Linked DNA regions of Ovis aries: region 1 is linked to region 2. The links are chromatin contacts, called in public Hi-C maps. All regions are on one chromosome and are shown on one strand. Each heading gives the region's core, a stretch centred on a gene start, on an enhancer-like site or on the middle of the called end of the contact. The rest is flanking DNA. Distances are from core to core; before and after follow the strand shown.

Evidence for each region. Hi-C and Micro-C count contacts between places; a contact is called where the count stands out from the background.
Region 1: a contact with region 2 is called in a Hi-C map of liver, with 3 times the contacts expected there. The contact joins the enhancer-like site here to the promoter of CDH2 in region 2. A contact is called at or near these places in 2 of 16 Hi-C or Micro-C datasets (liver and mixed tissues).

What each region holds. Positions count from the first base shown.
Region 1 is chr23:29,103,879-29,108,759 of ARS-UI_Ramb_v3.0, forward strand. All of the region lies in intron 2 of CDH2 (cadherin 2), which reads left to right. Among named protein-coding and RNA genes, the nearest start is that of CDH2, 94 kb to the left of the region's middle. Within about 2 kb of position 1,868, at least 1 of the 54 cell types and tissues checked has an H3K27ac peak or open chromatin away from gene starts, as enhancers often do. A contact at or near this core is called in liver, where this site is marked.
Region 2 is chr23:29,010,852-29,015,823 of ARS-UI_Ramb_v3.0, forward strand. CDH2 (cadherin 2) reads left to right here and starts at 1,636. Exons shown (of 16, transcript XM_027960884.3): 1 at 1,636-1,784. The coding sequence starts at 1,725.

The DNA.
Region 1 (4,881 bases), core at 618-3,117, 93 kb after region 2:
GGTCGCACAGAGTCGCACAGAGTCGGACACGACTGAAGTGACTTTTGTCACTGTCTTTCTGAACAGCCCCTTCAGAATGACAGAGGTGATGGCTCAGTGCCACCTACATTTGTGACCTGTTCCACAACATGAAAAGCACTAAGATTCATTGGTGGTCTTTGGAAAGAACATTCAGCTTAGATGTAGGGTGGTGGCCTCAGCTTGAATATTGAATGCATCTGCCTGGTTGTCAAGAACAAATCTTTGTTTTTTGTGCTTATTTGTTTATTTGGCTGCATGAGGTCTTAGTTGCAGCATGTGGGATCTTTTGTTGTGGTGCATGGACCCTCCAGTTGTGGCATGCAGGCTTAGTTGCTCTGTGGCATGTAAGATCTTAGTTCTCCAACTGGGGATCGAACTCGTGTCCCCTGCACTGCAAGGCGGATTCTTAACCACTGGACCACCAGGGAAGTTCCAGGTGGTCTTTTTAATGGACCTCATCCTTTACTGTTAAAATGAGGGGAAAGATGTGGAGATTTCTGTGATTCTTTCTCCTGTAATTTCATGCATTCTCTGGAATGTAAATAAAATTAGAAATAAATACTAGCGGTGTGATTTTGGTGCCACCCACCCCTGGGTTATGATTTTTATCTTCCTGTGGTTTTCCCTAAAAATATGGTCTCTGACAAAACTAATATTTGTATATTAGGATTTTACAACTGTTCAGTTTTTGTGAGGCTTTACAGTTTTCATGCTTTGGGATTTTTGTGTTTTTTTTTTCTCTTCTGATCAGCATTTTATCCCTATTTCTTGAGATACAGCTGTTTTGATCATTGGATTGAATGCCTTACCCTGGGCTTCTGAGTGCTAACAAGTAAAATTTCTTTGTCCAACTGTTCCTCTGACATATTTATGTTTATTTGATCATAGTCATTCCAAATTGATACACAAAAATAATCATTCCTTCAATTATGAAAAGGCTAAGGTTAGACCGCGACTAGCTCTGACGGTTATTGGTTTGGCGTCAGGGTCAGTAATTTCTCTGACTTTCCCACAATCTTCTTTCTTTGGTCTTGGAGATAAACAACACTGGGCTGAGAAAATTAGACAGTGTAGAGACACTCAGAAAGGAAGGGTTAATTTTTGGCTAGTGGGGATGTTGTGGGCTGAATTTGTCCCTCCAAATACATATATTGAACCCAACAGTACATCAAAAAATGACTGTATTTGAAAGTATGATCTTTCCAGAGGTAATTAAGGCAAAATGAGGCCACTGAGTCAAAGTGAGGTCACCAGTGGAAGTGTTAGTCCCTTAGTCGTGTCTGACTCCTGCAGCCCCATAAACTGTAGCCCACCAGGCGCCTCTGTCCATGGGATTCTCCAGACAAGAATACTGGAGTGGGTTGCTATTCGTTTCTCCAGGTCTTCCCAACCCAGGGATCAAACCTCGGTCTCCTGCATTGCAGGCAGACTCTTTACCATTTGAGCCACCAGGGAAGCCTGGTTCATCAGGGTGAGCCCTAATCTGATGAGGTCTGAGTTCTTATGAGAGGAGATCCAGACCCAGTCGTACCCAGAGAGAAGACCACCTGAAGATACATATTGGTATTTTGTTAATTTATTTTCCAATGGCAGCTCCTTCAAAGAGCGGATCAGTAGGTTTTCTTTAAAGTATCTTTTTTTCTGTGAAGCTTGAGGAAACCTATACTTTGAAAAATAATTGGAGTTAATCACTAGGATTAATTGCTTCATTCCCATCAAAATGTTATTTTATCTTTTGTGATGGTTTAGATTAATGAGTTTTTTTCCCTTCAATACTTTACGAAAACACATTGGAAGGATTGTGAAATATTTGCCAGACAGACTGAAGGACAAAGTCTCTGGTTGACTGAACTAGAGGGAATTAAACCCACTTAGTTATAAACTAGGTGAAAGGCAGTTAAGTTTCAGGGCGCATTTTTCATTTTCCTTTTTCTCAAAGTAATTTAAGAATAGAGAGGGGGCCGCTGGTGAGGGAGAGGGAAGACTTACAATCTTAACACCTCTGCTCTCCATCTGGTTTATGATCCCTAGTGTCAATTTCTAGCATTGACAGGAAAAAAAATAATAATAAACCCCTTTGTAATTATCTAGGTATTATAGAAAATGGTACTCTTAAGTTTACCTTCTTCTTGAGTCTTCATATCAGAATATATCTAGATTCTAGCACTTTTGCAACTTTGTCCTGGAAAAAAATGGGAAAGTTGACCTATGCAATTGAATGCAAAATCAATGTAAACTGCCCAAAGGACTAACATATTGGATATTACCTTGTAAAGACAAATGGTTTTTCAGTCCTCTTGTGATTCTACTACTATTGGATGTAGAAATTTAAGGCTTAATCTCTATTATCTCAATGTTCTACTTGTAGGCAGAGTGAAAAGGAATAAAAGGACTTTTTTTTTTTCCTTCCCTAAACCAGAAAGTTGCATTAGAAATATTATACTCATTTCAGGATATTTTTAGTCCATGATAGATGCAACATTCTGCAGTACAATAAGAGAAAATTTGTCTTTTGCCCTGAAGTTGTATTTTAGCTTTCGTTAAGTTCTTATCTACCGTAAGATTGGAAGGAGAAAAGCTTCTAGAGCATTTCTAAGTGTGTACGGGAATGAAGTCAAATACATACACAGAGTTGAGTTTTGAATTTTGTAGGGAAAGGAGAAATGTTCTCTTGGGAAAGAAGGTTGTGGGGGGCACCTAAACAGAGTTTATAGGTCTTACCTGGGTGAAAGCTAGTAGACCTCAGTGTCGTCCTGCTAGAGGGACAGTTCACCTTGGCAAACTGGTTCCATCATTTCTGCCCCTCAAGTTGTCCTTCTAGGGTGGCACTGAGAAGCTGGATGAGATTTTGGTTCTTTTCTTTTAGGGGCCTCAGAACTATTGCCCAATATATGAATCCATATTATTAATAGCACCACACATTTGCCACTGTTCTTCCGGTTAATTCAGATACGATTGAGATAATTGTTATATGCAGGCATTTTAAAACATACTGAATTCTGTATGTTCTTTCATTATCATTACTTAGTCCACACATGCAAAAAAGAGTGTTACTAATATGCAGGAGGGAGTCAGGTTTTTTTGTGTACTTAGGTTATAAGTGAAACATTAGAACTTATATTCAAAAAGGAAAGGAACAGCCTCGTTGATCTCCAAGATGCTTGTGTCTATGGCATTCAATAATTTTTTGAAAGTTGCTGTCCACACTTTAGCTTCTCATCACTGAAGACTTGAAGATTTAATAAAAGGGTGTAATCAAAAAGTTTATGAAAGCACAATTTGCCATGGGTTTGAAGATTCTCTGTCTGCCAAACTCGGATCTAAAGTGTGGGCCGCTCCAAGGCCACAGGCGTGAGCTCTGTCCTGCTTCCTGCTGTATTCCTGGCACCTGCCATACAACGTTAGGTGTTACTGGCCAGCACAATATTTGTTGCTGACTGTATTTCTAGGAATAAGACCTGATAAGAGTACTAATCATAATTTTAGCTAACTTGCTTCTGCCAATCTTTCTTTAAAAACAAAACGCAGTTATAGGTATGCTGCTGCTGCTAAGTCACTTCAGTCGTGTCCAACTCTGTGTGACCCCATCGACAGCAGCCCACCAGGCTCCCCCATCCCTGGGATTCTCCAGGCAAGAACACCGCAGTGGGTTGCCATTTTCTTCTCCAGTGCATTAAAGTGAAAAGTGAAAGTGAAGTCACTCAGTCGTGTCCAACTCTTGGCGAACCCATGGACTGCAGCCTACCAGGCTCCTCCATCCATGGGATTTTCCAGGCAGGAGTACTGGAGTGGGGTGACATTGCCTTCTCCAAGTTGTAGGTATAACTTGATATAAATAGGAAGTTGATGAATTAGATATAACCATTTGCTTTAGAAAGATTATTGGACTTGAACCACATTGCAGTGAAAATTGTGAAAATTTCAGGTTTTTAAATAATTTAACTTTATTCAATAATAATAATTTAACAATTAAAGTGTGACTCTCTGTACAGACTATCATAAAGGCTTTTTGGGAACAAGATTGTGAAAAACTAGATACTCCTTTTTTTAAAAAATATATGTATTTATTTATTTGGCTGTGGCAGATCTTAGTTGCAGCAAGTGGGATCTAGTTCCCTGACCAGGGATTGAACCGAGCCCTCTGCACTGGGAGCTCAGAGTCTTAGCCACTGGACCACCAGGGAAATCCCTAGATATTCTTGAATATAAAGAGACATAATGATTTAAAATTTGTCTTAGAGCTGGGAAATGTGATTGATTATAATAATAATTATGATCCAAAGATTATATAATTATATCTTCTATATCTTCCATAATCTTTCTAAGTTTTGGCTGAATATTATTCTTTAGTTTTTCTGTGGTAATTGTTACATGGTTTCTGACTTGTTTGAAATCCTAAAATATTTTCCCAGAAAGTTAGCAGTTCACGGTGTCCTTATTTGCCTTCAAGTCAGAGAAGTTTGTTTGCTATTCAGGTTTTTATGAGGTTTGTTTCCAGCTGCTCTTTCTTGTGAAACATCTTCTCAAAGTACATGGTTTTGAATGGCAATAAAGGAACTTACTTCTGATCTGTTGTCAAACTCAGCTTCCCTTTTCTATTCTATGTATATTCAGTTATGAGAAAGGAGAAATGAGTAAAACTAAGTCACATAAATAATAACGAATCAGTTCACTTCAGTTCAGTTGCTCAGTTGGGTCCAACTCTTTGCGGCCCCATGGACTGCAGCACGCCAGGACTCCCAGTCCATCACCAACTCCCGGAGTTTACCCAAACTCATGTCCATTGAGTCGGTGAGGCCATCCAACCATCTCATCCTCTATCATCCCCTTCTCCTCCCGCCTTCAGTATTTCCCAGCATC
Region 2 (4,972 bases), core at 386-2,885:
TTTTAGCTCCTTCAACCCGCTTTCTTTTTCTTTCGTTCAATACTTTTTGTTGTTGTTAGCAGTGGTTTAGGGAGAGAGTCAAAGTCCCTTAGACCACTCACTAAAAATTGTGAACAGTGTCACGAACGAATAGAAACAGAAAACGGGAGATTTCAAAGAAAATAACACGCACTCTCAAACCCCCAAAGGGAAAAACAAGAAGACAAGCACACCGAAACTTCGCAGTTTCAGTACATCCGCAAAGAAGGGAGAGGTGCCGGCCTCCGCCCTCCCGGCCGGCAGGTGGCTTGTGGCGAGCGCCGCAGACAATGGCCAGGATGTGCCCTGCCTGCGTCGCCAGTTTGCTGTGTCTGCCCCTGCCCAGACTAAAAAAAAAAAAAAAAAAAAAAAGTCTATCTCGAAAGAATGACAGAACGTAAAGAGAAGCGTGCGTTAGGCTTCGGAGAAGTCACCCCCCCTCCCCAGCCCCCAAAGCCTCATCTCTATCCGATCCCCATCGCGGTCCAAAAATGAACCTGCCACCCAATCAAGTTCCTGCGCAAGTTCTTTTTCTTTTCCGCAGCCCCTCCACCTGCCGGGGCTGTGCTCAGCGCACCCCAGGCTTCCCTCCGGCGACCCCCCGCGGGCTGCAGCAAAAATGGGGCGCTTCGGCTGGGCGGGGGCGGGCGGCTGCCGCGGATCCGGCCGGCTACCGCTGCAGCTTGGTGGCCTCCGATTGGCCACGACGCGGGCGGGTAGGCTCGGCGGAGGAGGGAGGCGGGGGCGAGGGCGGCGGCAGGAGGCAATCCGAGCTGGGAGCGGGCAGCGCGCGGGGCGGGCGAGCGCGGGGACAGCGGCGGCGGCGGCGGCGGCGGCTCGCCCTGATCGCGCTCGCGGAGGCCGAGCGGGGCGCGCGGGCGGCGGCAGCGACGCGGGGGTGGGGCGGCGCGCGCGAGTGAGCGGCGCGGGCCGAGAACCGGCGCGCGGGCAGCGGGGGCGGCCGCGGCGGCAACTGCGCGGGACGGAGCCGCGGCGGCAGCGGCCGCGCCGACCCCTGGCCTCATCTCCGCGCGGCCGAGGCCGGAGAACAGTCTCCAACTCTCCGGGGGGACCGGCAAGGGGCGCCAAGAATTGGTCTTCAGCCCCCACGCAGCGGAGGCGCCGGTCGGCGGGACTGCTGCCCTTTGTGGGCACAGCGCGCACGGCCCCGAGCGCCCTCCCCGCGGCGCTCTCGCCGGCGTCTTCGCCGTGCCCGGCGGCCCTAGAGAGGGGATCCGGAGGAAGCAAAACCCCGAGCCCGAAACCTCGCGTTGCGGAGCTTCTGGGGAGCTCCCGCCGCTCCGCTTGCACCTCCGCATCTTCCACCGGCCAAGGTCCCCGCCGCCTGCATCCCTCCTGGCTTCGCTGCGCTTGGGGCCGAAGCAGAGCAGTCTGCGCTGCCACCGCGGCCACACACGCACACACTAACACCCTCACGCGCACGCCCGCCTTCTCCCCCGCCCCCTCCCCAGCTCCTTGATCTCGGTCTGTTTTATTACTCGTGGTGCGAGTCCCGCGGACTCCGCGGCCCGCTATTTGTCATCAGCTCGCTCTCCATTGGCGGGGAGCGAGGAGCAGCGGAGAAGGGGGTGGGGTGGGGAGGGAAGGGAAGGGGGTGGAAACTGCCTGGAGCCGTCTCTCCGCGCCGCTGTTGGTGCTGCCGCTGCCGCCGCCTCCGGCTCCTCGCTCGGCCCCTCTCCGCCTCCATGTGCCGGATAGTGGGAGCGCCGCGGACCCTGCTGCCGCTGCTGGCGGCCCTGCTTCAGGTACGCGGCGGTACCCGCGGGCCGGGCCGCGGGCGGGGTGGGGCGGGCGGCGCCGGGTCCCTTTGTTCCCCGCGCCGCTGCGGGGCCGGGCTGCGCACCCGGGAAGGGAGGTGCCGCACCGCGCGGCCGGGAGCTGCGCAGACACGAGGCTCGGGCCGGGCGCCGGAGCAGGGCGCCCGGGGCCAGCCGGTCTCCCGCGCCTCTCTTGGCGGTTGCCCAAATGGGCTGATCACGGTCTCCCCACTGTCCCTGTGGGGGTCCAGCCAGTTCCCGGAGGGTGTCTCTAGACAGCAGAAGGGTGAGCTAGGCTAGCAGTCCGGTTTTGCAGTTTTCTACGCTTCTCACCCCTCGCGTAGCACTTTGCTCCAATTTTTTTTTGTTTATTTCTACAGGGATGGGTCTCGAGTTTGCAGTCGAAATTCTCACTCTGGTATCTTAGTTACAGGACTTGCCTCCACCCCACCTCACCCTGGCACCCGCGCGGCTCCCGGTGCCCGAGGGCTCCAGAGTCCTATTGTCTTTACCCCAGCGTCGAATTGCTGGCTATTTCTGTTTCCCTGCCCTCGCAATTTTCTGTGTCGGTTCTACCTGAAAAGAAAACCTCGCTCCCTTGCCCAAACGAGTCTACGCGGGTCCGCGCCTCCGCACCCAGCCCCTGGCCCTGCACGCCCCTTATCCCGCCGGGCGGGGAGAAGTTCCGTTACTTGGCTATTTTTCCTCTCCCTCTGTCCGGCTGCGTCTGCCCTGCGTGCGTGCTGGGGGCGCCTTGACCCGGAGCCTCCGCACTTTTCACGCCTTCGGGAGAGCGCCAGACAGCCTTTCCCTAGAATCGGTACCGGGAGGCTCCTCGGCGGCGGGAAGCACCTGCTCCAGGCGGGTCTTAGCCTCCCTCCCCACTCCGCGCGAGTCCCCTGCCCGGCCGAGCGTCCAACTTTCCCGCGGCGTCGGGCCAGAGGATGCCCCGAGGCCCCTTTTGGCCCGCCAGCGGGGTCTGGCGAAGGGAAGCCGCGCGCCGCGGCAGAGACCCCCCGCACTGGGCGGGGTCCGGCCGGGGGTCCCGCTTGTGCCGCCGCGGGCGGTAGGGGCCCGAGGTGGCTGCGGGAGAGGGGCGTATCCGCCCTCACGGCCTGAAGGGGTCTCGGGGGGAATCCGCCCCGTGGGGGGGGGGGGGTCCCAGCGCACCGCCGACGGCTGGGGGTGGCCGGCCGGCGAGTGCTCCAAAAAGTGCGGGCGCGGCTCGGGAGTGCCACTGCGCCCGGGGCAACCGGGGCAGGGACAGATGGTGCGGATCGCCCCCCTCCGTGGTCATCACGGGTCAGGGCCTGACGCGCTCCGGCCGCGGGCGCCGGGGGCTGGAACGGACTGGCGCCCGCGGTCTCGCGCGCTCCCTCTCGCCGCCCCCTAGAGGGGTGTGGGCCGCGACGAGCCCTGTCCATGGTGCGCCCGTTCCGCGCTCGCCTCCCCCGGGTCGTGCTCGCCTACTCTCAGGCTCTCTCCCTCCCACTGGCTCGCGGGCCGCCCAGGTCCCGCCGTTCCTTTCTCCTTTCTTGGGTTTCTCCTTTTGTTCTTTCCTCTCCTGCTGGTCTCTTTCTCTCCCCTTCCCCCATTCGCCAGTCCGCCCCCCTCGGCTCTCTGCAGACGCTGGGGTTTCAGAACTATTGCACTGGACATTTTTGGCCTCTGCACTTTTGGGGAGTGGATGGAATTTCTTCTAACTTGGGGGAGGAGACCTGCCAGTCACTTGCTAACAAAAGTACCTCCTGTTATAAAACCGCCCTTTATTCCTGGAGCGCACACTCCTCGTTCTTTCACCTCCTGTCAGTTCATTTATTGTTTCTTCTTTTAAAATGGGGTTTATTGAAGAGGTTAGGCTGAAGGGGAGGAAGGAAAAAAGTGCTACTTCAAGTGTTTGAAGTTAAGGGGAAAACAAGATAAACTTAAGAATCTTCCCAGACATCAGATTTAAAAAACAAATACGTCGTAGATTAGAAAAATCTTGTTTTAAAAAACATGTTTTGAACATAATACCATGGTCTTACTTATTTATAGGCAATTTATAGTAAATCCTAAGAGGGTCAGTCCAGCTCTGGATGGTATGCTCACTAACTTTTTGATCTGAAAGTAAGTTTTAATTGAATATTGTGCAGTGAAGTTAGGATAGGAGGAGACGTTTCTTGGTCACTAATAACCAAGGGACTAATGGTTCATGGGACTAATCTGTGTACCACGGAACAATCTCATTTCTTCTTTGAGTCATCTGCTTTGAAACCAGGTGTGGATTTTGTAGGCCATTTTATTATTTTTTTTAAGCATTAAATATATATATAATTTATAAACGTCAAATCGAGCACGTCCCTTTTCTGTTGTATGTTCTTTCTCAGTTTATTCCAGGCCAACCCGAGGTTGACTTTCAAAAACCTCGAGGAAAGGGGAGATTAAAACTTTGTCATCAAGTTATTTGGGTAATTCATGGGTATGAGTCAAGCAATAACACTGAGTGATTTACAAGGTCATTAGAGGTGGGAGCAGAGCAGTTCATGCAACATGAGTTTTAGGGTTAAGTGTGCTATGTGGATTGTACACACCGAGATTGGAAATGACTCTGTGCTAATGGTCTGCTTTACATACTGGAATAACATAGATTTATCTGCAATGTGAAAATGGCCCCTCTCCACTCTTCTGTCCTCTGCTTTTTAAAACTCTTTTTTTTTTTTAAGCTTCAAGCCAGACTAAGGAGTCAAAGAGTTTTATAAAAAAGAATGAGCAAGTTATCAGTTTAGATACTGAGCTGCCTTATTTTTTCAGACCAGTTAAAGGAGAATAATTAAATATTCAAAAGGACTTTATGCCTTTAATTAACTGAAGTGTTCTTTGTTTTACTTGGAACACTTTTATTTTCACTTTAAGAGAATCTTTACTAGTTGAGTTATTCTGTTACCTAGATTTACATAATTCTAGTCAATTTTGCATATTATGATATTCAGCTTTTAAGATTTTCTCTATTCTTGCTCATTTTAGCTTGAGGCATTAGCATTGTCCTCTAAAAAAGAAAAAGTGCAGAATATGAGCATTAAACTTCACTGATCAAGGGATATCACAAAGTTATGACAAGTTTTCCTTTCATATAAGTGACTTTCAAATCCTTAAATAGATTTATCATCAAGGAAAAATGATCAATTATACTTTTA